Linked DNA regions of Canis lupus: region 1 is linked to region 2. Evidence: chromatin contacts called from public Hi-C data. All regions are on one chromosome and are shown on one strand. The core of a region is the stretch at or near the end of the contact, and the rest is flanking DNA. Distances in the headings are between cores, read along the strand shown.

What was found. Hi-C and Micro-C count contacts between places; a contact is called where the count stands out from the background.
Region 1: a contact with region 2 is called in a Hi-C map of blood, with 2.2 times the contacts expected there. The contact joins the enhancer-like site here to the promoter of TTLL4 in region 2. A contact is called at or near these places in 2 of 9 Hi-C or Micro-C datasets (both in blood).

What each region holds. Positions count from the first base shown.
Region 1 is chr37:25,226,987-25,229,686 of UU_Cfam_GSD_1.0, reverse strand. The region is part of intron 3 of LOC111094371 (a long non-coding RNA gene); the gene reads right to left. Among named protein-coding and RNA genes, the nearest start is that of CYP27A1, 14 kb to the left of the region's middle. Within about 2 kb of position 1,261, at least 7 of the 20 cell types and tissues checked have an H3K27ac peak or open chromatin away from gene starts, as enhancers often do. A contact at or near this core is called in blood, where this site is marked.
Region 2 is chr37:25,178,404-25,181,103 of UU_Cfam_GSD_1.0, reverse strand. TTLL4 (tubulin polyglutamylase TTLL4) reads right to left here and starts at 1,434. Exons shown (of 19, transcript XM_038585750.1): 1 at 1,289-1,434.

The DNA of each region.
Region 1 (2,700 bases), core at 12-2,511, 49 kb before region 2:
ACTAGCTGTAAATCAGAGGGTTCTAAGTTTGGGGCTTTGATTAATTTGCCAGAGCAGTTCACTGAACTCAGGAAACCCAGTCACTCACGAGATCGCTAGTTTATTACAAAGAATTTTAAAGGAGATAAACCAACAGCCAGACGAAGAGAAACAGGACAACATCCAGAACAAAGGAGCCTCTGTCCCCGTGGACTTTGGGCCCAGCACAGAGGCATGTGGAAGCCTTCTGGTTCCCCAAACTGGAAGCTCTCCAAACCCCATCCTTTGGGTTTTTTACGGAGGCTTCATTACAGAGGCATGTTGGTGAAATCATTGGCTGTTGGTGATTGATTCCACCTCCAGCCCCACTCCCCTCCCTGGGAATCAGGGGTTGGGACTGGAAGTTCCAATCCTCTATTCCTGGTTGGTTCCCCCTGGCGACCAGCCTCCCCTCTTAGGTGCTTTCCAAAAGTCACTTTATGAATGTAAACTCAATTGGGGTGCAAAGGGGCTCGTGAGGAATAGCCAGACACTTGTTGTACCTTTATGGCTCGGGAGTGATTTCGGGAACTGAAGACGAGAGAGCAAATGTTGTAACAAAAGATTGTCCCACTGCTCTTATTGCTCAGGAAATTCCAAGGGTCCTAGGAGCTGTGAGCCAGGAGCCACGGATGAAGAATATGTTTTGGTCATCTGCGTGATATATATATCATAAATCACAATGTCATAGTAATAATAATGCAAAAGGCAGGAAGGCAACTGGAGCTAATGTGTTCTAACATACTGAGCATGACACTTTAAAACCAGTCATGTGTATTAGATTTCTGCTATTGCTGCATAACAAACTGTCCAAATAATTAGCAACTTAAAACAACAACTGCTGTGTTACAGGTACGGATTCTGTGAGTCAGGGGATCGGGAGTGGGCACAGTGGGAATCGCTCGTTTCTGTTCTATGATGTGTGAGAGCTCAGGCTGAAGGATTCAAAGGCTGAGGGCTGGAAGAATCTGGAAGTGCCCAGTGACTCAGGGGCAAGGATTGCCATCCAGAATGTCCTCACATGGCTTTTCTGTGTGGCTGGGCTTCCAGGAGTGAAGCAGTAGGACTTACCACTACATGGCAGCCCAGGGCTCTGAGCATGAATGTTCCAAAGAATAAGACAGAAGCGGCGTGACCTTTTATTAGCCTGCTTCAAAAGTGACACAGCATCCGTTTTGCCATACGCTTTCGTCAGAGAAGTTCCATGCTCAGGGGGAGGGATGGTACACTCGAATTCCTAACGGAGGAGTGACCAGATCAGTTATAGAATTACATGAGTTGGGATCCCTGGGTGGCGCAGCGGTTTAGCGCCTGCCTTTGGCCCAGGGCGCGATCCTGGAGATGTGGGATCGAATCCCATGTCGGGCTCCCGGTGCATGGAGCCTGCTTCTCCCTCTGCCTGTGTCTCTGCCTCTCTGTGTGTGTGTGTGTGACTATCATTAAACAAAAAAAAAAAAAAAAAAAAATTACATGAGTTTCCAAAGAAATTGTTGCGGTTCCCTTTGGGGGAAAAAACAAACAAAAAACCTCCCACTTGGGCCATCTGTTTGGGGTGATGAAATATTTGGCAACACGTAGAGATAATGGTTATGTAATAATGTGCATGTCATTAATGCTACTGAGTTGTACATTTAAAATGGTTAAAATGGGCCAATTTTATTTTATATATATTTTGCCACCAAAAAAAACAAAAAACAAAAAACTATAGAGAGGGAGGAAGGGAGGAGGGAAAGAAGGAAGAGACGGAGTAAATAAGGAAAGAAAGAGGCCCAGACCAGCCCAGGGCTGGTGGGAAACGAGGCATGACACTCCAGAGAAAAGCTGGATACTATGTTATGGGTCCTCCCTGTGCATATAATTTGTACCCCCATGATCCTCCATCTAGAAGCTTGTTAGAGCTTTTGTAGATAGTGTGAAGGATAGGAGAGGGTTTGGCTGGACCCACGATCAAGTGTACTCACTAGAGTAAATGAGAGGCTAAGAATAAAACCAAAGGACCAACTTCCATTTCCAAACCCAGAATTTCAACAGGTTTACAAGACCAACCTTGGAAGACTAACTTACAATTCCAACAACATTAGTGAGTTTCTCAAAATCACTTTTAATGAACGGTGACACTGAGCTGAGAGCAACTCTCCGGGGCAGAAAGATCACCAGCATAGTCTCTGGGCAGTGGTGTTGCCTGAATGATATTATGTGGGTGATTGTATAACAAGGGGGCAGTAATGCTACCAAACAATGGGTACATTGTCTGTTCAAAATGAGGAAGTGGTTTCTAGTGCTGTCATCACATATTTCGTTTCCGGTTTCTATTTTTTTGGTGGCTTTTTTTTTTTTTTTTAAAGATCTGATGGCTGATGGAATTTATTTGTTACTCTTAGAAAAATCTCCTCTTGACTGGACTGAGACTTCGAGGTGGAAGCTCTCAGAGAGGACAGTCCCCATCTCCTGGTAACCTGTTCCTGGTGCTTTTCTTTGGCCTCCTTCATTCTATTGGCCAAAGGTTTAGCATATTCTACAACCTCTTCCTTAGTTTTCTTAGTACGCTGTTCCTTCAGAGCGATACACCGACATTTGCGTTGGAGGACACATGGAGGAACAAGACACCGGATCTTGGGCACTTTGGTCCTAGGTTTCTTATCTGCTTTGTTTAGGGACTTTCTCACAACAAACGGGTGGACA
Region 2 (2,700 bases), core at 185-2,684:
CCAATTACCCTGCTTGAAATACCTGAGGAAACTGTTCTCTTTAAGAAAACATCTAAAAAACAAAAACAACGACAAAAAAAACTATGGTCCTCTGTGATCTAACCCCTATTAATTTTCCTCTTTCTATTTGTCATTGGATGGCTACCTCCAAACCCAGGTTGCATTTGTCAAACTGTTTCCAGTTCTCTTTTTAGGCCTTGCTGTGTTTTTTCTAAAGTTACTTTGTATCTAGAATGTGCTCTCCACTTCTTTATTCCCAGAAAACACTTGATAATTTTTCAATGTGCATTCAGTCCAACCAACAAGCAGCTGGTAATAACTTTCTCAGCATCAAGGGGGAGGGCGTGGATCTCAAACAGTGTTTCAATACTTGCTGCAAGAAATGAAGATGGACAGAAAGCTGTCCCGAAGGGTTCCCTAACTACTTCCTGATTGGCTAAATCAACAGGTGAAGAAGTAGAGGAAGATGCGATTGGAGTATCTAAGGCAGCAAGGAGGACTCTATAAAGGAAGGATTAAAACATTTCCTAGATCCAGAATGAGGGTGCGAAGACCAAAGAATGGGGATCAGATACATAGTTTTCCAAGCGAGTCGGGTTAACTTTCCACGAGGGCACACACCACGCAGTATGGCAAACGCTTGTACTTGGTTAAAATCTCCCCCGGACTATAAGCTCCGCGAAGACAAGCCTGCCTCGTTCACCACTGCTGTCTTCCAGCGCCTTCCACAGTGCGCCGGCTCATTAAATATTTGTCGATGTTCGTAAAAAAAACGTTGAATGAATGATTACATAAAGGGATGGATAAAGGAGAGAAATTTACAAGATCTCAAATTCTGTTTGAAACTCTCCAGTTTAGGAAAGCACTTCTCTATAGCTACAGGATGGGGACAGGAAAAGGTGGGCATCCATGTTCAACTCAGCCACGAATGGAGAGGAGCCTGGGCTCACCCCCGGGCGGGGAGGATTTAAACCGCAGCGCGGCGGGAACCAGGAGGACGGAGGCCCAGGCTGAGGGGATGCTGCGGGGCTGCCTAGGCTCCCGGGGCGTGGCGGAGACGGGGAAGGGTCCCGAGGCCGCGCGAAGAGCCGGCCGGGTGGGAGGCCGCAAGCCCCCTCGCCGCCCCGGACAGGGAGAGGCGGCGGGCAGGGCGCGGGGCCGGGGCGGGAGGCGCCGCAGGGCTGGGGACCCGCGCGGAAGGACCCGCGCAGAGGGCGGGGCGGCGGGGCGGCGGGGCGGCGGGGCGGCGGGCGGAGGCTCGCTCCCCCGGCTTCACAGCCACACTCACCTAGTCGACTCCGCCTCGCCTCGGCTCCGCTCGCCGCCGGCTCCGCGCGGCTTCCTCCCTCCGCCTGCTGGGCGAGCTGGCGGCCTCAGACGCCCCTAGCAACCACGCACCGCCGCGCGCCCCGCGCTCCCAGCCGCCGGCGCCGCCTGCCACGCACTGCGCGCGCCCCCAGCGGACGGACTGAAGGCCTGGAAGGGGCGATCGCGGCGGCGGGCGGGCGGGAGGCCGGCGCGCGGAATCTCGGGGGTTGTGGGGCCCGGGAGGGCAGGCCGTCACCTGCCTCGCGCACGCGCAGTCGCTTCAGGGCGCGTGAGACCCGGAGGGCGGAATTCTGGGAGATGTAGTCCTGAGATTAACACAGGCCTCCAACCCCCACCCGCTAAAGAGTACGTTCTGGGATTCCAGGATTCTCTGGGCCTTGATGCCACCTCACCTGTATGGACTTTTTCTTTGGCCGTGCTTTAATTCGCTCCTCTAAAATCAAAGAGTTCAAACTTTATTAAAGAAGTTTCTTAATAGTTCTTTTAAGCAAAAGTCTCTTGACTTTGAACCCCAGGAAAGGAGACATTGCTAGATCCCCTTTCCCTCCAACCCATTTTACCCTAACTCCAATCCACTCAGTAGAGTACTATTACAACCACCTGCTTTATGGGCTTCAGGTATGAACTTTAGAAAAAACTGACTCAACTCATCTCCCTAGGCAAGGCAGACAGTACCCCAGATGTCCTTAGTCCGAGATATCACTAGACCTAATGGATCTGAATGACAATCGAAAGAGCTAGCGGGTGAAAAGGTCTTTTCTAAACAGTAGGCTACAGAAATAAAGGACATAATAAAAGGTGAAACTATCCTAATAAAAACAATCTGGACCAGAGCAAGGAAGCTTAATAATTGATTTCAGCAACAGTATTGACAGATGCTAAAACCATGAGAGGACTGACTGGAGGAATTTACACAGGAAAGATCACCTACATATTTTAACCAATCTTAGATTATTTTTTTTTTTCCCAATCTTAGATTATGAAATGTGAGACAGCCATAAATTATGTCCCCTAATGTGATGCAATTTGAACCTCACTATTTAGGAAATAGGGTATTTTTGTCAAAAGATAGTTGAATCTGAACCTAATATAACCTTTGACTCCAACTTCCACTTCATAGGAAGTAAAGAGAAATAATGACACTGCAAGAAAGCAATCCGACGAACCCAGAATGTGGGCCAATGTAGAGATAAATGGCCTCATTTCTTCAACAGTTTCAGAGTTTTTTTTATAGAGTGAGGTGTTCTAGATTGTAGGAGACTTAAGAGATTATCAAATGCAGTGAGTGGACCTTGCCTGGATCCTGATTCAAATAAACCAATTGTAAACGATATTTTTGAGACAACGGAGAAATCTGAATGTGGACTGGGA